Regions from separate parts of the Mus musculus genome. Here regions 1, 2 and 4 are each linked to region 3. Evidence: chromatin contacts called from public Hi-C, HiChIP or PLAC-seq and promoter capture Hi-C data. All regions are on one chromosome and are shown on one strand. The core of a region is the stretch at or near the end of the contact, and the rest is flanking DNA. Distances in the headings are between cores, read along the strand shown.

Region 1 (5,897 bases), core at 3,040-5,539, 420 kb before region 3:
CTGCCATCTAAGCTGGAAGATCAGAGATCAGATACTCACCTATATACCAGTGGAATGGTAGTCCTTCGGTAAGGTAGAGACACAACACAAGCAGGACAAGCTAGGCTAATTGAATACCTGAGAGACTCAACCTCGAATAACAAGGGAGAGCAGTTGGATCCCATTGCCAGTGTCAGGGCTCCACATGCACACAAATGTGCCCCCGTATGTGCATGCACACGTGTCTTACTTAGGATTTCTAATGCTCTGTGATAAAACACCATGACCAAAGGCAACTTGGAGAAGAAAAGGTTGTATCATTTAATAGCTTATAGTCTACCATCCACGGAAGTCAGGGCAGGAACCTGGAAGCCATAGAGGAATGCTGCTTTCTGGCTTGCTTGGATGGCTTGCTCAGCCTGTTTTCTTATACAATGGGCTGGGCCCTCCCATATCAGTCAGTAATCAAGGAAATTCCTACAGACTACCTATTTGAGGCAGCTTTTCTTTTCTTTCCTTTCCCTTTCTTCATTCTCTCTCTCTTTTTTGTTTCTCTGTTTCTTTGTTTCTTCCTTTGTTTCTTTTTTGTTTCTTTGTTTCTCTCTTTGTGTCTTCCTTCTTTCCTCTCTCTCTCTTTTCTCTCTCTTCCTTCCTTCCTTCCTTCCTTTCTTTCTTTCTTTCTTTCTTTCTTTCTTTCTTTCTTTCTTTCTTTCTTTCTTTCTTACCAGGTCTTTTCATGTAGCTCTGGCTGTCCTTGAACTCTCTTCAAAGATCTGCCTGTTGATACATTTTATTTTTCAATTGAGGTCCCTCTCCCCAAATATGTCTAGGCTTGTGTCATGTTGACAGAAGCCTCACCAGCACAAAGCCACACATCTACCTGCATGGGTGGGAGGACTCAAGACTTCCTGGCTCAAATAAAGAAGGATCTCCCAGGAAGCACAGCCCCTTGAAGACCATGGTATAGTGGGGGTGAATGGTATAGTTTGAACTGGACTCTGCTGGCTCCAGTCTGGGGCTCCCTGTCACATCCCTTGTCTGAGCTGCAGACTCCTGGTTTACAGAGCAGGGCTGACATACATTTCTCACGGGTGTCCAGGAAGATAAATAGCCTCTTTGTAGGTGTGCCCTGGACAGAGCCAGTGACAGTACCAGACATAAAGATTGGTGTGGCCATGACCGGGCATGGTGGCACACGCCTTTAATTCCAGCACTCAGGAGGCAGAGGCAGGCAGATTTCTGAGTTTGAGGCCAGCCTGGTCTACAAAGTGAGTTCCAGGACAGCCAGGGCTATAAGAGAAACCCTGTCTTGAACCCCCCCCCCCAAAAGATTGGTTTGGCCATGATGGAGGACCCCCAATTTCCTCAAGCTACAGGGAAGTTTCTCTCCATAGTCTGAGAGCAGGTGATGCAAGCTGGCAATATGTTCCCCATGTCTGAACTTGCTCTGAACTGTCTTGTGAACCTGATTGAGTCCTGGGACAGGGTGGGTTGCTTCTCTGGGACTTTTCATTCTCCATAAGGTTTGCTGGGACACTGGGGTAGTCTAGGGGCCAGCTAGTTCAGGCCAGTTCCAGCCAGGAGAGATGGAAGCCTTGTGGAAAAGGCTCATACTTCTCACAAGCAATATGCTACCTCTTCCGACTACATTTCAGTGAGCATGTGTGTCACTGAGTATGACATCATCACGTAGGGCCAACTCCTCCTGTTGCTGCTACCCTCCCTCCACTGCCTCCCCCCTCTCCATTCCAGTCCCTTCTCCCCCATGGATCCCTCCTCTGTTTCCATTCCATGTGTATCCATGCTTAAGTCTGTGAGAACAAATGTGTGATGTCTGTCTTTTTCCACCCATTGCTCCCTCCCCTGACTCTGTGTCCCTCCCTTGAGACCTCTAGCTTTCCCCATAAAGTCTTTCTTTTTTCCCGTGTAGTAGATGTGTGTGTGTGAGTACACAAGTGCACACACACACACACACACACACACACAAACACACACACACACACATATATATATATATATATATATATATATATATATATACACACACACACACAGGCACACACACATATATTTATATACACACCCACAAATGCATATATATATATATATACACACACACACACATATATACACATACACACACACTCACACACAGGCACACACACACATATATTTATACACACAGGCACACACACATATGTATACACACACATATATTTATACACACACACAGAAGCACACACACATATACAAACATATATATACACACACAATGCACACACACACACATATATATTTATATATACACACATATACACATATATATACACATAGAGGCATACATACACACATACACATATATACACACACAGGCACACACACATATATTTATATACACACACAGGCACACACACACACAGAGGCACACACATATATTTATATACACACAGAGGCACACACATATATGCATACACACACATATATGCATACACACACATATATATTTATATACACACACAGAGGCACACACACATATATACATACACACAGGCACACACACACACAGAGGCACACACACACATTAAAATTCGATGTCTCTGCAGCATTTGTCCTTCTGAGCAGGCTTATCCCACTTAACGCAATGATGTCGATTCCCCATGCATTTTCCTGCAAAGGGCACAGTTCCATTCTTTATGCCTGATTTCAGCTCTGCTGTGGGCGTGGCTAATTCTCTAAGGGAAATGAGCTGAGGAGCAGGAGCAGTTAGGCGGGGGTGGGGTGGCCGTGAGGCTGCTTTAGACACATTGACTTTAGGGTACCATGGAACCCCTAAGTGAAGAAATAAAAACCCAGGACTCAGAAAGCAGGGTCTGATGGGAAACACTGAAAACGAAGAGGCCCGGGCCCTGATGCTGCTGTTTCTCCCTAGTCCCCGAACCCTCACTGAACCCCGAGCTTATTGGTACCACACAATTAGGTGCCTAATTGCTCTCTAATTGTTATGTGCCTTAGTCTGTCTTGCTAGACAAATTTGTTAGCTCCTGGAGGGCAGAAGGCTTCTTATCATGACCCCGGGTACCAGGTGGGGGTGGGGTGAGAGTCTGAATGGCAGAGGAGACTACCTGACTGGCTCATCACTCTTGTGGTTGCCTTACCTCAGTTTTCCCCTCCATGTAATGGGAGTCCTCGGCCCTGTGACCTTTCCCCCTGCCCCCCCCCCACCCCTTTCAGGGATTTATTGGTGTTTTCTTTGAGGGCTGAGACCTCTGCATGGGCTCCCTGGACAGGTCAGAAATTAAAACAAACCAAAAGAAACCTAAAATAGTAAGAAGCCGATCATGTATGTGCAGAGGCAGTGGCAGGCGAGTCCAGAGGAACGGGTTTCGTGGTTATACAGACAAACAAATCACTTCCCCAGGAGCTTCTTAGGGGAATTACAGTTCCTGGAAATGAAACACAAACAGATTATTAAGAAAGAGCTCCCCGTTGGGAGAGAAACAGTATTTACAAGAGAAGATGTGCCTAGCTGGACCTCTAATTGCCGTTCATTATCTCATATTGATTTAATTAGCTGCAGTGCTGAGGTCTGAATCGGTTCTGCCCGCAGCAGCAGGGGCTGTGCGCCTTAAGCGCCATTGACCTAGGCCTTCACCTTAGTTCACGCCTCCTCCCCCAAACCTAGGGTCAGCTGGCAGGGTGCTCTGGTGCTGGCTGTGGGCCGGAGGCGACCAGCCATGTCCACAGCCTCCTGAGCCTCTTTGTCTGGAGCGCCTCGGCCGGGTGGTTGTGAAGAGCTAATTATCTGCAGTAATTAGCGTGTGTTCATAATGAGGAATCAGAGTGGCTCGGAGTGCGGGGAGATACCGGCCCAGGCTGACTGCAGACCCGGGTGTGCAGGCAGCCAAAGTAAAGAGAGATGCCTTCCCAGGGTGCTCCCGAGGCCCCTAAGGGTGTCTCTTCTGCAGGATCTCCACCCAGGCGGCATCTGACCGTTCGGCCACGTGTGACCTCTCATCTCTCTCCCTGACCCAGAAACTGAAGCCGAACAGCTGGTTTCAGCTGGGAAAGAGGCGATTAGCGTTCCCTCTAGTGGGCATCTGGGACCAATTGTTGTGAAGATTTGGGGTTTATAATTGCAAGAGATTAATGGGGGAGTAGGCCATCAGGCTTAAGAGGTCGCTAATTGCTCTTTTAACATAATTGTGTCCAGGCAGGAGAGAGGGAGGGAGAGGGAGAGTGGAGTGGCCCATACACTGTGTGCACACCGCGCGTGCGTGCACTGAGCCCCTGGCTTGGCATGTAGACTCACACTGTGAGGACAGTGAGGTGGCTTCTGTGGGGATTCTTGTACTGGGGATACAATAGACAATGAGGTCAACCTGAGTTGCAGGGCAAAATAGAGAATGGGGGTTCTTTCCAACTCGACATCAGGTAAAAACCCTCACAGCATATTGTGCCTTGAGGAGGGGCAGACAGGTTTTATTTTTCATGCAAATTCTTCATTTCTCAGTACCAGGAAGGCATGGAAATTTCCCATCCTGGTCATAGTAGGGGTGTGTGTGTGTGTGTGTGTGTGTGGGAATCAGCGATCAACTAGTAATGTCTGCTTTGGCCGAGGGAGAGACTTATTTGGTGTGGATGACACACATTGACCTCTTTAATAGAAGGTCTATGTCTTTATTTTCTTTAGTATGGAATTAGACTATCAGAGAGGAGACATGATTGGTCTAAGTCCCCTGGGTCTCTTAAGAATGCCACAGTGAGACCTGGGGAAGGGTTTGAGAGTCAAGAAGGGGATGGTTCCCTAGAGACCCTTTCTTCCTGGCTGACCCGTGGGAGGCTCACAGTGACTTGTGCTCAGCTGTTAAAGCAGAGGGGGAAGACGGGTCAGTGAGGAGCCACCCATTCTGCCCTCCACACTCTGGTTGGTCACCATTAATAAAGAAACCAGCTTCTTTGAGCTCTTGCTTAATCAGCTCAGAGGATATCTCTCTGGTGACCACTCACTCCATGTTTTGCACCACCTTCGCCAACCACAAAGATCGACTGACTTGTTTATCTAGGTCCTTATCCCCCAGACATGTATGTATGCAACTCAACATCAGGTAAAAATCCTTGAAGCATAGGGGAGGGGTAGATAGGTCTTATTTTTCATGAAAATTCTGCATTTCTCAGTACCAGGAAGGCAAGGAAATTTCCCATCCTGGTGATGGGGAGGGGGGATATCAGTGATCAACTAGTAATGTCTGCTTTGGCACCTTATCTTGCTTGTCCTCATTGGTCCTTCATCTATTATAATACCCATCTCACTCAACCACAGTTGCTTCTTCAGCCTGGCCATAGCCTCATCTAGTCATTTTTATGCAGTGGTGATCCTGAACCGGGGGGGGGGGGGGGGAAGGACACTCAGGCCGGCCGTGGAGGTCCCTGGTGGGGTGTCCCTCTCACCCTCCATTTGTTTCTTAGTTTTCACCCCTTTCCTCTCTGCTTCTGCAATTCTGTCCTCTTCTTTCTAAATCCCCTCTCATCCTCTCCTTTCATGGGAGGAGAATTCAACTAGCTTAATAAGGAGACACTGGATGGAGCCTGGTTCCATTCCAACTCAAAGAGGCAGCTGGGACCTAGGATTCCTCTGAGTGTCCCCACCATAGCCCACCTGCAATTCTCTACTTATTCCCTGGAAGCACGGTTTTTCCAAGCAGGGATCTGAGGCTGCAGGAACAGAAACTGGGGTCAGGCCAGTCACAGATGCTGCCTGTCTGCAGGGAACTCACAGAGAATTCTCAGGCGTTAAAGTAGAGGGAAAAGATTGGCCTGTGGAGTACCACCCACCCACCACTCTCTGGCTGTAAAGAAATCAGCCCCTTTGATTTATTTGTAAATAAATCAGCTCAAAAGTAAGGAGGATTTAAGGCTCT
Region 2 (5,479 bases), core at 2,491-4,990, 470 kb before region 3:
TGTGGGCGTGGTCTCTTAGGCTGTGGGCATGGTCTCTTAGGGTGTGGATGTAGTCTCTTAGGGTTGTGGGTGTGGTCTCTTAGGCTATGGGCGTGGTCTCTTAGGCTGTGGGTGTGGTTTTGGTGTCTTAGACAGGATTTCAGGTAGGGCTGCAGGTTTTCCTGTTCTTTCTCTGAGACAGCTCAAGAGCCCATTGCGCAATCTACTTCATTATGAGTAGCATAGCTTTTACCCTCTCCATGAGTCACCCAGGGTGGTTAATGTAGACAAGACTGTTAATTTCTATTTCTAAAGAGCATGGAATTATTTCACTTGAGAACGTCAGTGGCTGCACATGGTACGTGCCAGGGCTGGTGTATCTTATAGATGTTGCTTAACTTAAACCTTATTAGATCCTACTTTACATAAAAAGGAAACAAAGATTCAGAGAGGTAGAGACAGTTGCCTGAGGCGACACAGCCCAGGTTTTCAGCAGCTGGGATCAGAACCCAGGAGTATCTTATAACACAGTTACGGAGTACTAATCGTTGGATTTTCTGATACAGGGACTGGGTTTTGACAGCCATTGTCCTGCTAGGTAGGTGGGAGAGATATGAGTGTCCATATCTGCTACTGCCACCTCTGTCTTCTCTCTCCATAGAGCCCTGTCTCATAAAAAAGGCAGTAGTGTTTCTTTCTCTGCTGTAGCATGGCAGGTTTCTGGAGAAATGCCCTTAGATTCATTTAAAAGTCTAAGCAGGGACCACACAAATTATTAGCATTTGAAATATTTATAAAGTCTTGTGTTTGCCACGGCATAGGAGGAGGTCTACCACAAATAACAAAAAACCTCAGTGTACCCTGAGCTGGGCTGGGCGCGGGACACAGGGTGGGACACAGGGTGGGAAGGAAGCTTGTCTGCCTGCTATGTCTGGGTTTCCAAGTCTGCCTCACAGCAGGTGAGTAGTCTTCCTGCAGACACCGAGGCTCTCCCCACAGCTCCACCTAAGTGGTTGCCCAGACAGGATGAAGGATGTAGATTTCTGCTTTAGAAACGCGTTGGCTATCCCAAAATGTTTTCAGAATTAAGGTACCATACAGCAGAAATATGCAGCCTGGGTGCACTGTGAGGGGAGGAGGCAGGTACTTCCCAGACCTGACAGATGGGACAACTGAGGCCCAGGCCACGAGGTCTGATGTTGGTCACTGAATAGACAGGAGTTCACATCTGGCTCTGTCTCATCCCAGGTCCTGGTCTCCCTGGAGATCACTTTAATATGTGTTATAGAAATGACTTGAGAATGTGTGTGGCTCTGATTCATTTATTCATATTTTGTGTTTGTGAAAGTCCATTCATTCATTCATTCATTCATTCATTTATTCACCCATCCATTCTTTTGCTCCTGGATTCATTCATTGTACCATGGCAGAACATGGTCACTGACCTAGTCAAAGTGGATCAGAGATCTCCTTTGCTTGCAGATGACCCTGGGAGGGACTGGGCCACCAGAGTGTCATACAGCTGGAGAAGACAGGACACCAGCTGTAAGGCCACAGCCCCTAAAATGCCATTGCACAGGGACCTAGAGCTGTCTCAGCTCCATGTGTGGTCAACCTGGTGATTGCTCCAGCTAGAGAGCGCCAACCCACAGAGACCTGAGACACAAAGAAAGTGGACATTGCACAAATGTGCCAGGAAATGTGAGGTGGTATGGATGAGCCTGGAGAGTGGAAAACCACCTGAGCCAATCAGATTTCTCCTTCCAAAATGCAGACCTGGGAAGCTGTCCCACACTTGAGCTGTTGGCTAGGTATTGGAGCCTTCATGTTCTGAAAGTGGGGGCAGGGTGTGAAGCAAGTATCTTTAAAGTCACTAAGATACAAAGTGTTAAAGTCACTAAGATACAAAGTATCTGTGAAGAGCACACCAGGCCTGCTGTGTAGGGGAATGGGCCCAAGAGTAAGAACCAAGGCCCCTGACGCCCTCAGAGCTTTTCTTCTGGTTGGGTGTCTGGAAAGGTGGGAGCAAGATCAGTCCACTGGGTGGTGACAGACACGAACGAACACATTTATCAGAGAAATTCCACAGCATGCTTCACGGAGGGTGCCTGATGCTGAGGGCTTTTTTTTTTTAATTTTTATTTTAATTGACGTGTAATGATTATGCATACTCGTGTCATACCGTGTGGTGTTTTGATACATGCGTGTCACGCATAACGATGGAGCCAGGGTGATCAGCATCTTCATCACATCAGACATCTGTCATCTTTGTGTGCTCATGTCCTGTCCTGGCTGAGGCGGGGTAGGGTGATCTACCGTTGTGAGCTGTGGTTACCCCAAGGACTTAGTCTTCCTGTTGCTCCAGTCTCCAGCATCCCCCATCCCTGACAAGATGTCTGTCTTCACAGATGAGGAAACAGATGACCGGAGGGCTGAACCTTTATAATTCCTAGGCACCTTTGCTGGTGTCCAGCCCCTCGAACAGCCCACAGTGTCTCCTCCTGGAGCACCCTCCAATGGGCAGATGGGTCAGGTCCCTTCCTTCTTTGCCCATCATTAATTTTGTGATATGAAAGAGGGGGTACTGACCCTCTCCAGTCCTCACCCATGCTCTGCCAAGCATAAGCCTGGACCCACCCATGTGTCGATGCCCTCTTGTTGGCCAAGTGGTTCTGGGATAGTGAGAGGACCCTAGATCACTCAACCTTCCACTTACCCTGGGACTTTGGTCGAGAGTCTCTCTCTCTCTCTCTCTCTCTCTCTCTCTCTCTCTCTCTCTCTCTCTCTCTCTCTCTCTCTCCTGCTCTCCTCTCCAGCTTTCACTGTCTCCTTACATGAAGATGATGACATGAGCTTACTCTGCTGTGAGACTTGGCCCTGTGCCCAGCTTGGGGGAAGCACCAGTCAGGTTGGTGGGGATAGTCATGTCCTCCTGCCTACAATGAGGAACACCGAGCTCCTCAGCGCTGGTCTTCCAGGGCCCCAGCCTCTGAGTCAGAGCCGGGTATGAAGAAGGAACAATTTTCTGACCCTGCGTTCAGGCTGCCAGAGCCATTTAGGGGTGTCAGACAAGGAGTAGCCCCTAACACCCAAGCTGCCTAGGTGGTGGCCGGCGTTGGGGTGGCTTCCTCTGACCTTAAACCCTAACGCTCCTGCCCACATCTGCAGCTAAATAAACCAAGTAATCATGCTGGCAGATAGATAATTAAATAATTATCAGGCACTTAATAACGAGGAGTGGGAGCCCTGCCTCTCCGCATTAGACAGTGTCTTTGAGGGCTAATTGTTGCATTACATCAGAGTCCCCTCATTCATTACTCTTGTCATTTCGGGTGATAATTTGCACTTTAGGAGACAGCGACAATTTTAGCAGGCAATTAGAGACGTGTCAGGCCTGGCCCTGTGAGTTACTGTCACAATTATTGCCCTCCCCCCCACACCCCACCGTCCTCATTTGCAACCATGTATTTAAGGGGATTTGGGTAATTCTAGGTCTGGGTAAAACAGCCAACCCATGGGACGGTGGAAGGTCTGGGGATCGGGCAGATACCAGTACCAGAGCAGGGGAGGGATGCTGTACACAGATCTGCAGGGATGGGGCTTCTCGTTGGTGGACAGAAACTGCATCTAGTCGCCCATCAGTGGGGTTCTCCTTCCCTGGTGGCTCTTGATGTTCTTCCACCCTTCCCGGGCATCTTTCTCAGCTCTTTTATAACCGCTTGAGTGCACGTGATTAAGATCTCTTTGCAAGTCTCTGAGAGGCAGGAGAGAATCAGAATGGGCGGAGGAAAGAGGAACGGAGACAGGGAACTGGGAAGTATTCACTAGGGTTTTTAAACCGTAATTTTATTTTCTGTGTTTTGGCATCTTGGGGACTGTTGGGCCTGGGGATAGACTGCTCTTTCCAGATCAGCTGGTTTCTACAGACAGGGGCAAACCAGCTGGATCCCAGCACGACCCCACCCACCTGCTCACTTTACCAGGATTCTACCACCTGGGGGGCCTTGTCCTCAACCGGGAGTCAGCCTGCGCTGAGTCATCCTGAGCCTTACTTACTTAGCTGGGGTTTCTGTTGCTGTGCTGAAACATGGTGGCTAAAAGCAACTTGTGAAGGGGAAGGGCTTATTTTACCTTACACTTTTCTGCATCATGGTTCATCACTGAGGTAAGTCAGCAGGGACTCAAGGCTGGACCCTGGAGGCAGGAGATGAAGTGACACCATAGAAGAATGCTGCTTATTGGCATGCTCCCCATGGCTTGCTCATGCTTTCTTATACCACCCAGGATTCCCTACCCAGGGATGGCGTAATCTACAGAGGGCTGCTCCCTCCCTCCCACATCAATCATCGATCAAGAAAATACCCTATATCCTTGCCCACAGGCCAGTCCTATGGAGAAAGTTCTCAGTTATGATTCCCATTTTCCAGATTAGTCTAGGTTTGTCTCAAGTTGACATAAAAGTAGCTAGCACAGATGGGCAGTGGGTAACCCAGGACTGCCCCTACCTAAAGTTCACTGAAGCTACCAAATAGGCAGCCCGCTATCTACTTGCAGATCTAGACCTCCTCCCACCATGCTATGGCAGAAAGCTCTGATCCATATTCATCCTTGCTTTCTGCCTCCAGCAGACTCCAGTGCCTCCCGGACTGGAACCCGCAGGTGCAGACACTCCCTGGGTGTTTGGGGACTGTGCCTCTGTAGAACACTGCTTATCTCTTGGTCCCCTTGGCAGGAAGAGGAGAGAGGGGGGAGGAGAGAGGGAGTAGAGGGGGAAAGGAGAGAGGAAAGAAGAGGAGAGAGGGAGGAAGAGGAGAGAGGGTAGGGGAGAAGGAGCAAGAAACAGGGAAGGGAAGAGAGGGAGAGAGGAAGAGAAACACACACAGGGGTGGGGCAAGAGAAACAGAGCTGGGAGGGCAGAGAAAGGGCGATACTCAAAAGTTGTGTTTGAGAGCAATACGTTTTCACTGACTCCTCATCATTAAAGCCCGGTGCCTGGGTTTATGACTTCCTTGATCCTGAGAAACTCCACAAGACCATGAGTTAGCAAAACATATTTTGACTGGCTACAGGAGACTCAGAGGAAAAAGCACTGTCACACTCAAGTGCAAAATTCCACAAAAAAAGAGGAATTGAAACTGTAGCCACCACCTTGCAACTATATCCTGAGCCATAAGACAAGAAAAGCATTCTATGGCCTAAGCTGCTTCTTTCCCAACAGCTGTCAGTGGAAAATGCCTGCATCCACTTCCGGGTCATAGGACACCTGCATGGAGATGTGTGTTGTCCAGAATGTGGGTTAGCCTCAGTTTTCCTGTGTTTTAAGTTCTGGAACCTGGGTTGTACCTGTCTCATCTCAGAGGTGTGAGCTCTGATCTGCAGGGAAATGAAACAGACAGAGGCTGTGAGCCACTGTTCTGAGTAAATGACCCAGAGGTTTAGCCTTCGTTCTCAAGCTCTTACTGTTGTGGTTGTATGTTCCCCATGTGACTTCACTGGGACA
Region 3 (5,512 bases), core at 1,669-4,168:
GGTGCCTTAGGGCAAAGGATGTGAACACCTGCTCCAGTGGCTGCTTTGCCTCAGCACCCAACATGCAGAAGACACACAATATAGACCTAGATAGATGGATGGGTGGATGCATGGATGGATGGATGAATGACTGAATGAATGGGTGGGTGGATGGGTGGATGGGTGGATGGATGGACAGTTGAGTGGATGGATGTTTGTATGGATGATGGATGAATGAGTGAGTGGGCAGGTGGGTGGATATGTGGGTGGGTGGATGGATGGATGGACAGATGGATGGGTAGATGAATGGATAAGTAGGTAGGTGGTGAATGGATGAATGGGTAGGTAGATGGATGGATGAATGGATGGACAGATGAGTGGATGGATGGACAGACAAGTGGATGGATGGATTGGTGGATGGATAGCTAGATGGATGGATGGACAGATGGACAGATGGATGAATGGATGTAGAGATGAGTGGATTGAAGGACGCATGCAAGAATAGGTGAATAGATAGGTGAATGCAAGTATGGCTGGGTAAGTGGGTGGGTGGATAAATTTATGGATTGGTAGATGAACGGATAGATGGCTACTGCATTATAAATACCACCTTTAGGCAGAGGACTTGGACACCTAACTTTCTTTGTACGACTGTGAGAAATCAAGTCTGGTAACATGAGGTACGACGAGGTGAAGGGACAGGACTATTATCACCTGCTCTACGATAGAGGGAATTGGGGATGGCTTCCCAGAGATGAATTTCTTCTCAACCTTAATGTTGCTAGGAGCCAGTGAGGCTGAGGTAACAGCACCCACAGGGTGGGCTCTTCCATGCGGGGTGTTTTACCCAGAGTGGCCCTTACTCCACTGTTTGTGACGAGAAGGTAAATGGTTAAGATGAAGGTAGCTGGAGATGTCACAGTTGCTAAAAGCATTGGCTGCTCTTCCAAAGGGCCAGGGCTTAATTTCCAGTACCTATATAGCAGCTTACCACCGTCTAACCCCAGTCCCAGAGGCTCTGATGTCCCCTATTGGCTTTGGGGAGCACCAAGCATGCATGCAGTGCATAGACAAACACAGGCAAAATGCCCATACACATAAAACAAAAATAAATAAATCTTTAAAACAATGCTGATCCTTAGGCACCAACCTAATGAGCTGGAACCTTTAAGGCCCTCCAGAACATCTGCATTCTCATGTGCTATCCCAGCAGTCTCTGAGCCCAAAACCCAGTCTCTTTTTGTTAGTCAGGAACCAGCAGTCCAACTGAGCCAAGGAGCAAGCTGCCAACAAGCCGTCCATATGTATGCCCACAGACCAAGCTTGCTCTTGGTCCTTGAGGTGGGGATAAGCTCAGCCTTTCCTCCAAGACTCAAAATCAATCAATCAATCTCTCTCCTCCACCACCTTCCTTGGCAGTTCCAAAGAATCTGAGCTGACCCCATCCTTTAAGCCCTGCTAAGTCATGGTGACCCTGTTCCTCATGGGCTGCTGAGTCACCGCCAGAAACCTGTAAACTCAGTCCAAGCATCATTCACAGGAGGTAGGAGATGCAAGAGCATGAGTTAGTTTTTTGGTTTTTGTTTTGTTTTGTTTTTTGAGAGAGAGAGAGAGATCTGTATGACTGACTTTGACGTTTCTGCCTCTGGCAGCCATTTATTGTCTTGTGAGGTAGACAATCGTCCAACTGTCAACAAACACACATCATCAACATCACAGCTACACATCATCATCTTCGCTGCACGTGCCAGAATTCCCATGGAGAGGCTGGGAGCTCCCCCAGCTCTGAGTACCCACCACACAGGGGCAGACAATCCTCCAGTGTCCCAGATAGAGAATCTGGTGAGCTGAATGACTGGCCCCATGAGAAACTGAGACAGAAGGAAGAATCTAGAGCCTGTGGGAAGCCAGTGGGGCAAGCCACTGTTTTTTGTCCAGAGCCTCAGTTTTCCCTCTGTAGAATGGGTGTCCACCCTGATCCTGTCTTACCGAATATGATGTCCTGGTGCCATTTCCAGTAGCCCTCCTCTGGTGTCACTGCAGCTCCCTGAAGATCCTATGGGGGAACCAAATTTCTGCCTATTGGACACAGAGTAAGGCAGATAGACACAAGATACGGTTGACTTGTGAGGCCAGATATCAGAAGAACCATCCCAGCCTCTGCCTCCCTCTTCTGGGTAGCTGCAGCCACTTCAGGACCCACCAGAGACGGATGCAGAGGCCTCCACCCACAGAAACTGCACGAGCTAATACCGAGTTATCGCTGCTTCCCGGTAACGAGTCTCAAGTCTCGGGGCTGTTTGTTTCACAGTTACAGACAGCTGACACACAGAGAGAAATGGATAGAAACACACCAAAATACGATCATCAATCCTTGGTATTTACTGTTCCTGGGTGCCAGCCAGACTCTGCTCATGATTTCTGCTCATTCCCTGGGTACACACCAACATAGAGTTGCTTCACAGATGAGCAAAGTGTGCCCAGAAACAGGGAGCTACTTGCCCAAGGGCACACAGCCTGATAGGGATGTTAGCAGGTCTATCAGTCTCTGAATTGCAGCACACTCTGCATTCCAAGCGAGGATATGGACTCCCCGCCACCACCACCCCCGCCCCCGCATTAGTGTTACCTTCTAATGGGGTGTTTTTCCCTGTGGGGAAGACATAAATGTCCGTGTGTCGGCAATCCTTCGGGGCAAGTCAGCAGAGACCTCAGCATCAGGGACTTCTCGGATGGTAGCAGGGAGCCACGTGCTGGAGAAAAGCCCAGACCCTGGAGGGAATCTCAGGAACTTAGCAAGGATGGCTGGGCTGCTGTCTGCCGGAGCCGCAGGGGTTAAAGAGAAAGGCTGGTTTGAAGAAATTCTCTAAGCTGGTGTTAGATCAGGAGGAGAAGGCAAAACGCTTGTAAATTCCACCCGGGGAATTGGGCCCCGAATCGGCTCACCTTTCGTGGACACCCCCGCAGCCCCCGCCCCGCCTGAGAGGACAGCTGACCTTTGGAGGGAAATAATGAAAAGAAGAAATTCCTTGGAGAAAATAATGTGTCCGGGCCTCAGTAATGAGATCGGCTCCTTTCATGTTGCCATGGCGACGGCAGTCATCTTATAATACAAACCCATGAATGGTCCGGGCGGGCAGCCTCACAGCCGAGGGGCCAGGGAGGGGGTTAGCCTCTTGCAGGCTGGGGTCAGGGGCCACCGGGCCTCATTTCCCCGAGATGCAGCCTGGCTCCGGGGTCTCCGGGGCTGGGGGCTTGGGCCTAGCTGACAGTTGCACCACAGCCCTGGGTTCACGGGAACTTTGCAGCCTGATGCTGGCGGCACCTTCTTGGCTAAGCAGCCGCTGCAACCCACATGCGGGGTTACTCTGCAGCTGCTGCCTAAGGGAGACACGGGAGCTTCACTGTCAGATCAGGAAACTGAGGCACAGGTCGCAAAATGAGCTCCTCCTGGTTCAGTTCTTAGGCCACAGCTATGTGTGGTCCAGACCACTGTTGGGCCGGGACCTCTCGGCAGCAGGGAAGTGGTTAGAGGCTGAAAAGATGCTCCTCTCAGACTGACAGGACTATGGAGGACCACCTGTGTGTGAAAACACACTGGGCTGGGCTAGCCTGGTGGCAGAGCACCATGTGACACTCATAAAACCCTGGGTTCCATCGCCCAGAGCCTCCCTATGATTGACATCTGACAAGTTACAGCTGCCGTTTGTCAGTGGAATGGGGCTGGAGAGCTCAGTGGTCACATAGATTTTTTTTTTTCTTGCAAGCATGAGAAGGCAGAATGGATGCCCAGAACCCAGGCAGGACCCAACGCAAGAACAAGGATTTGCCAGCCCAGGGATCTTGCCCAGTGATGGGAGGCAGAGACAGGAGGGTCCCTGGAAGTTCTATGGCCAGCTAGCTAGAGTACACACAGCACATAAGAGGACCTGTTAAAATAAGGTTGAGGGTGAGGATTGAGACCTGAGGTTGTCCACTGATCTCCACACCTATGCCACAGCACACTTACACACGTGAACACACACATCACACTCATATACATACATACATACATACATACATACATACATGTACGCAAATGTTTAAAGTGTGTGCATGTATGTAACAGCAGGAAGGATGGTGCACAGGGAAAAGTCTCTGTTAGAACTAAACCAAAGTACAGTGTAAGCCTCAGCAGCGTGGTGCCCACACCCCTGCGCTGCCCTGCACTTTGCGTGGGCGGTGCTCTTCCTTTAGGGTTGAGGGTACTCTGCCTAGATGGGTTATTGCAGCTCAAGGACACTGCGGGAGACAGAGAACACTGTCTGAAAGCAGACTCACGGGACACACAGGTGAGGCAGGGGGTCTTCAGGAGGGAGGCCTAGAGGAGAGTGGCAAGAGAGGAATGGATGCAACAAGGAGAAGAAGGGAGGAATCAGAGAGGAAAGAGGAGAGGGAGGAGGAAGGGGAGGAGGGAGAAGAGGAGGGAGGAGGGGAAGAGGGGGAGGAGGGGGAAGAGGAGGGGAAGAATTGGGATAGGAGGGAGAAGAGGGGAAAGAGGGGGAAGAGAAGGGGGAGGAGGAGGAAGAGGGGGAAGAGAAGGGGGAGGAGGGAGAGGAGGGGGAAGCGGGGGAAGAGAAGGGGGAAGAATTAGGGTAGGAACGAGAGGAGGGGGAGAAGGAGGGGAGGGAGGAGGGAGATGGGATTGAGAGGAGAGGGGAAGGAGGGGAAAGAAAGGAAGGAGGGGGAAGAGAAGGGGAAGAATGGGGGAGGGAGAGGAGGGGGAGGAGGGGGAAGGTGAGAAGGAAGGAGAGGAGGGGAAGGATAGGGGAGGAAGAGAAGGAGGAGGGGGAGGAGAAAGAGGGGGAGGAGGGGGAGGGAGAGCAGGAGGGGGAGGAGCTTAATGAGAGGGGAGGCAGCAGGTGGTCTGAGGCTTCAGAGCTGGGCAAGGGAGAACTGCCAGCTACCGTGTGACCTTGGGGGAAAATGCAGTCCCACATGGCTTCCTCGTCCACAAAGACTCTCCCAAGAGGTCCTGGGAGCAAAAGAGAGAGGGAGGGACAGGGCTAGGATGGAAAGGCCCCTCGCATAGTGAAAATGCAGCCCCCACCTCTGCACAGCCTTGTGGCCCTCTTCCTCCTCCTTACCCTTGGAAGCCACAGGCCGTGGGAACCAGGGCTGTTCCAGCAGAGACCCCCAGGCAGAGACGTAGTGATGGCATCCCTTAAAATAACAGTGTGGGTAAGCTTTTTATAGGTCTCTGTCTGACAGGACAAGTTAGAGGGATTTCTGACTGCAGAAAAATCCGGAGATGTCAGGCATGTGGTGCCTGCAAGAGAGCTGGGCGTGGTGCGTCTTGAGGGGTGTGGTTAACTGTCCGCCTCAGCTGTGTCCTTTCTTCTTGCCTCATGGGAAAGAGACTCCGTGACTTGGTGCCTCCTGGACCAGCCCCGCTGAGCACCATCCCATGTGGTTCCTCATGAAATCCCCACAGGTCATGTCATGTCATAAGTGAAGAAACAGAGACTCGGATCAGACATGTAGCTCAAGGTCA
Region 4 (5,520 bases), core at 304-2,803, 280 kb before region 3:
TCAATGAGACAATACCTCTTAATCCTCTAGCTAGTTCTCAGCCATCCTAACACTGTGACCCTTTAACACAATTCCTCATGCTGTGGTGACCCTCAACCATAAGACTATTTTTGTTGCTACTTCATAACTGTAATTTTGCTACTGTTATGAATCATAATGTAAACATTTGTGTTTTCTAATGGTCTTAGGCCACCCCTGTGAAAGGGTCATTCCGCCCACAAAGGTGTCACAACCCAGAGGTTGAGAACCGCTGCTCTAAATACTCCACCAAATGGGAGCCAAACGTTCAAACCTACGAGCTACTTGGTGTCTTATCACAGGAAAGTAAAGGAAGACACGGTCCAAGTGCAGAGTGCATAACTTAACGGTTTTAGTGACAGGATAAAAAATGGGATTTGAAGAATTAAACAAAGGGGTAACTCTGAGTGCTCAGAGCTGTAAGGAGCTCCGTGCAAGGCTCTGGAGAGGGAATGGTCCAGGGGCCATCACTGTGGAAAAGCTACTGTGACTCTGGCTGTCTGGGTCAAGAGGCTGAAGTCAAAAGCTCATAGCCAGAGGCACCTGGGCTGCCTTGAGGCTCCCTGCAGTGCCTCCCTAAGGGGAGAGGCTGGTGTTCCCCCAGCATGCACTGCAGAAATGCAGATCCCAGAGTCCCAGGCAAGGGGGAAGGCCGAAGGGAAGCCGAGAGTGGGAATAAACCATGTACAAACTCACACTACTAGAAAGACTCCGGATAACTCAACGTGCACGGGAGACCCGTGCAGAGCTTGGCAGAGGCCCACCAGCTTCCCAGCCTGGTCCCCTGCCTCCATCCCACTCCCAGCATGGAATGTTTCACACACATCCCAGAGAAAGGGCTTGGTGGCTTTCCTCTCAGCACGCAGCTCCTAGCACCAGCCGCTCAGAACATTTCCTTATCTCCCAGAACCAGAGGCAGGTATTTGAGAAAGCCAGTGTCCTGTAGTCCTTCCTTCCAGGCCCTTGGCTCAGTCACTTTGGTCTGAATGGATATCCATCCTTCCCTGAATATTAGGCTGCAGCCAGCACCGGGTAGGTACTGGGACAGAGGCTGGTGAGTGTTATTTAGTGTAGCAGGAGCTTCAGGGAAGGTGGTGGACCTGCCCCAGTGTCACCCAAAATGTCCCCAGGACCTGTCCCCAGAGCGAGTCCCACCTACCTAAACTCAAGTTAATCGATCGGATGACGTCATAGCTGTCACTTAACTAAGCAAGTGGCGTCTCTCTGCCCACCCCAAGGGGGTGACCCCTTCTGTCACGTCTCAGATCCTTACCTCACATGTGAGCCGCTCACCCTTTTGTACAGAAGCCCCAAATATTTTGCCTGGTTCCCTTGTTTCGTCTTTTGAAGAAGGGAGCTCTCTTGCAAAGCGAGTCCCCCCTCCCTCTCCCCATCTCCGCTGAACCTTCCAGACCCCTTTTGTGTGGTGTGATTTCATGCTAATGTATGTATGGAACATGAAGACAGTCACAGGTAACACAATGAACTTAACTTTTTTTTTCTCCCTCTCTTTTTATTGAATTATAATGAGGAGTTTCCATAGCAATTACCGCATCGCCTTACAGGCTACCAGCAGATTCTCCTCGGTCTCCGGGCCCTGCCTTCATCACCAATGCTGCAGCTTCTTTAGCAGGTTCTAGGGGGGTGGGGGACACAAACCCTTTGGGATCAGTGACAATGGCAGAGGATACATGGGGGGATTAATAATGCTGAACAGGTGTTGTTAGGGTCTAAGTTCCGGCAGCTGGCCTCCATTCTCACCTCAGTCAGCACAAAGAGCCCAGAGTCATCAGAAGGACCAAGGCAAGGGTGCAGGGATCCTGCCAGAGCCTAGGGCTGAGGCTCTGCTGGCTGTGTGGTAGTTATGAAGTTGTTCCCCTAGAGTGACCTCTCTCTTTCTCAGGGCCAGCTGTCCTGAGTCCCCTGAGTGAGGACCCAGCACCTCCCCAACAGATACCCTGGCTTTTCCTGTCAGCTCTCACATGGCTTTGTAGGTGCTGGGGCATACACAGGCTTCTTCGTGGGGGCAGAGATAGAGGGGGCAATCCCTGGGGGCTGAGTCAGTGGGTGTGAGTTTGGAGCAGGCGAGGTTCAAGGCTGGCTGTGTGAAGTCTGCCTCGGCCCACCTCGTCCCCTACAGGAGCCAAGCTTTGGCTCTGATTGACAGGGAAGTTTCATGCTGGCCAGGAGGGCCCCCCAGGATCTTTCAGTGATGCCAAGTGTGTGAGGATGCAGGGGGCTCTGTCAGCAGCCTCAGCGCCCCCATTGAATTGGCTCAAGCAAGGTACAATCACCCCACGTCCCTGCAGCAGCTCACAGACCCAGAGCTTTCTGAGGGGATGAGGATGGAGCCTGTAGCTAGAGCTCAGTCCTACAGTCTTGACCTACCCTATATAGAGCACCTCACTCACAGCCTCCATCCATGACACCTAAGATCAGGGATCAGGGACCAAAGGCATAATCCAGATCCTGTCCATTCTACAGTCAGAAGGCTTGGCTCTCTGTCTTCCAACCATGCCTGGTCCACACTGGGTCAGTACGAGTGACTTAGAGGCTGTGAGGCCAATCTGGGTCATGACCTCTGAGGAGCTGATCGATTAGTGTCTGGAAACCCTTGCTTTCCCAGCCTTGGGGTGAGAAACATATGCTGGCCTGTCTGCAAGGTCCCAATAACACGAGAGTTGTCTTACTCTAAAGGACTGGGGGGGGGGGGCGAGGAGAGAAGATAAGGCATGTAAGAACTGATGTCTCAGGCAGGACAAGGAAACTTAGTGGTCAAAATGCTCAGCTCAGCAGAGGCAAGGAGTCTACTGGGTAAGATCTCTATGGGATTAACACAGATGACCAAGTGATTCATTGCTTCTTGAAAGGGATAGGGCAGGGTCATGGAGAGAGAGCCTCCTCTCTCACCCCACTAGGCCCACTTTGATTTTTGAGTTCTTGCAGGTGTTGATGGGAAATGAGCTCAGCAGGGTCTGGGGTGGAACCCTTCCAACAGGAGGCTATAGGAATAGACCTGTACAGCACAGCCACATGGCTGTTTTGTGTTGTTTCCTAGAGTGGCTGTGGGGGCTAAGGGCACACTGTGAGGCCAGGTTTGGAAGGGAGATGGATTGTCCCTCTGATCTCTGATCCCTGATCTTAGGTGTCATGGATGGAGACTGTGGGTAAGGTGCTCTATATAAGGTAGGTCAGATGGGGTCAGAGTGTGAACTAGACACTGGGTCCTGGGGAAGGAACAGTCACAGAAGGACACAGTGTTAGGCCACACCAGGCAGAGTGCTGTATAAGACTCACATCCTCCCCCAAGGCTGGAGAGATGGCTCACTGCTTAAGAATGCTGGCTGCTCTTGCAGAAGGACTAGATCCAGTTTCTGGCACCCACGAGGTGACTCACAACCAGTCTTAACTCCAGTTACAGGAGATCTGGTGCCTTCTTCTGGCCTCCTCCACACCAGGAGAACGTGTAGTTCATATACATAATATGCATGCAGAATGCTCATATACAACATACATATGCAATATAATATATGCATGTAAAATGCTTATATACAATATTCATATATAATACAAAGTATGCATGCAGAATGTTCAACACAATATACATATACAATACAAAATATTCATGCAGATTGCTCATATACAATGTACATGTACAATACAAAATATGCATGCAGAACACTCATATACAATATACAATACAAAATATGAATGCAAAATGCTCATACACAATATACATATACAGTGCAAAATATGCATGCAGAACACTCATATACAAGATACATATACAATATAAAGTATGCATGCAGAACACTCATACACAATATACATATACAAATAAACCAGTCTTAAGATAAAATGAACTCATGAATTTACCACACACCAGGAGATATTCATGGGTCGTGTGTGTTCTGTGCCCAGCTCTGCACCAGGACGCAGCCACAGGTATGGCTTTGTGAATATCTCGAAGTCCAGGCTTCTCTGGCCAGTTACATGACCCAACACCATGGGGGAGAAAATGCAGGCCAGTAGTTGCCAAGGTGCTGAGAGTCCTACCCCCGACAGAGTAAAGCTCATGGCCCCTAAATGACCTCATGGACCCCAGGGGCTGAGGACGCTAACTCAGCTCAGGAGGAGCAGGGAAGCACACCTGAGAACTCTCTCCCTGAGACAGCTATCTCCTCCTTCCTCACCCAGATCCCCAGCCTCCACAGAGTCACAACCTGAGGTGGAGATGGTTGTCATGTGACTAGGACTGACTGAAATCCACCCAGCAATTGGGTGAGATAGTCCTGCAGGCTTAGGGGCTAGAACAAGGGACAGTTTATAGGCCAGTGTTGGGGAAGCATGTGCCATGAGGGGCTCACTCAGGAGCAAATTGTTGGCATTCCTGCGATCACATCACAGGGCACCGTCACAGGTTCCTGCCTTGGACTGGGACCTATAAGAGGAACTAAACCCTTTCTTCCCCAAGTTGCTTTTGGTCATGGTGTTTATGACAGCAACGGAAGGCCAACGAAAACTGTGGGGCAGTAACTAAAACAGAGGCCATGAAGCAAAAGCTGCTTGCTCTCCATGGCTCGCTCAGCCTGATTTTGTACACAGCTCAGAACCACCTGCCCAGGGGCAGCATTGCCCAAAGCAGGCTGGGGAGAAACTGCTCCACAGGCTTGCCTACAAGTCGGTTGGAGGCCATTTCTCACTTGAGGTCCCCTTTCCCCAGAGGATTGGAGCTTGTGTCAAGCTGACAACAAAACAAAACAAAACAAAACCTAAAACAAAACAAAACTGAACAACCAGCTAAACTGGACAACTGAGCAACCAGCACAGGGTATAGACACATGTGTGTGAGTGTGCACCTTCCACGCACATGTGAAGTCAGGAGGAGGATGTTGGTGTCCTCTCTCTGAGCCTAGATCTAGGCTGGCAGCCAGCAAGCCTCCAGTCTCTACTTCCCACTGTGCCGGGCTTCACATAGGCTCTCTCAGGGTTTGATCAGGTCCTTGCACTTATGTAGGCAATGGCCTTGCTTGCTGTGTCTCCCCAGCTTCCTCTCCTGTGCCCTCAGGACTCCCAGCTTGTCTCCTAATGGTTTCTCTTCTCCCGTTTCCTAGTGACCTTGGGAGTGGATGGCAGGCACCAGGAAGAAGGCTTATCCCCCCGCTGACAGAAATGGCTGCAACAGGGGAGCTCAGATCTTAAGGGGAGCCGACATCTGACAAGGTGGACAAATGGCACTGAGGAATGAGCATTCTGAAGCCGATGGCATCAGCTGAGGACACAGAGCAGGACCAGAGCGATAACAGGATTTACAGTTTCCAGGCTGCCCCCAAGAGATCTGGGGGAGGGGAGGGGTGGAAAAAGTCAGTCACTTTAGCTGATCTTGCCTCAGTACAAGGTCAGCTCCTGGAGCTGTCTGGTGGCTTTTCCATGGACAGTGGAGACATTGTGGGGGCCTGGCAAATGCTGGGATGTGGATCCTGGGAATGCAGGAAAGTCAGA

The links. Promoter capture Hi-C pulls out the DNA fragments that hold promoters and counts their contacts. A called contact is a pair of places that touch in the nucleus more often than the background predicts. HiChIP or PLAC-seq counts read pairs in DNA pulled down with a chosen protein or histone mark.
Region 1: a promoter capture Hi-C map of second pharyngeal arch cranial neural crest shows a contact between it and region 3. The contact joins the enhancer-like site here to the promoter of C130026L21Rik in region 3. A contact is called at or near these places in 6 of 39 promoter capture datasets (the 3T3-L1 cell line, cranial neural crest, embryonic stem cells and 3 more), 3 of 115 datasets of contacts at active chromatin or transcription factors (embryonic basal ganglia, fibro-adipogenic progenitors and neural progenitor cells) and 1 of 9 other capture datasets (embryonic stem cells).
Region 2: an H3K4me3 HiChIP or PLAC-seq map of embryonic basal ganglia shows a contact between it and region 3, with 5 times the contacts expected there. The contact joins the enhancer-like site here to the promoter of C130026L21Rik in region 3. A contact is called at or near these places in 6 of 39 promoter capture datasets (the 3T3-L1 cell line, the C10 cell line, the SN4741 cell line and 3 more), 1 of 484 Hi-C or Micro-C datasets (cortical neurons), 2 of 115 datasets of contacts at active chromatin or transcription factors (embryonic basal ganglia and embryonic forebrain) and 1 of 9 other capture datasets (embryonic trunk).
Region 4: a Hi-C map of cortical neurons shows a contact between it and region 3, with 3 times the contacts expected there. The contact joins the enhancer-like site here to the promoter of C130026L21Rik in region 3. A contact is called at or near these places in 3 of 39 promoter capture datasets (embryonic stem cells, hippocampal neurons and maxillary cranial neural crest), 2 of 484 Hi-C or Micro-C datasets (cerebral cortex and cortical neurons), 5 of 115 datasets of contacts at active chromatin or transcription factors (embryonic basal ganglia, embryonic forebrain, embryonic midbrain and 2 more) and 1 of 9 other capture datasets (embryonic stem cells).

What each region holds. Positions count from the first base shown.
Region 1 is chr5:112,000,148-112,006,044 of GRCm38.p6, reverse strand. No RefSeq gene overlaps it. Among named protein-coding and RNA genes, the nearest start is that of Gm36794, 57 kb to the right of the region's middle. Within about 2 kb of position 4,289, at least 46 of the 459 cell types and tissues checked have an H3K27ac peak or open chromatin away from gene starts, as enhancers often do. A contact at or near this core is called in embryonic basal ganglia and second pharyngeal arch cranial neural crest, where this site is marked.
Region 2 is chr5:112,048,517-112,053,995 of GRCm38.p6, reverse strand. No RefSeq gene overlaps it. Among named protein-coding and RNA genes, the nearest start is that of Gm30032, 70 kb to the left of the region's middle. Within about 2 kb of position 3,740, at least 20 of the 459 cell types and tissues checked have an H3K27ac peak or open chromatin away from gene starts, as enhancers often do. A contact at or near this core is called in cortical neurons and embryonic basal ganglia, where this site is marked.
Region 3 is chr5:111,578,967-111,584,478 of GRCm38.p6, reverse strand. C130026L21Rik (RIKEN cDNA C130026L21 gene) reads right to left here and starts at 2,918. Exons shown (of 4, transcript NR_015546.2): 1 at 2,609-2,918; 2 at 2,183-2,300; 3 at 1,969-2,058.
Region 4 is chr5:111,853,399-111,858,918 of GRCm38.p6, reverse strand. No RefSeq gene overlaps it. Among named protein-coding and RNA genes, the nearest start is that of Gm29935, 37 kb to the left of the region's middle. Within about 2 kb of position 1,553, at least 6 of the 459 cell types and tissues checked have an H3K27ac peak or open chromatin away from gene starts, as enhancers often do. A contact at or near this core is called in cortical neurons, where this site is marked.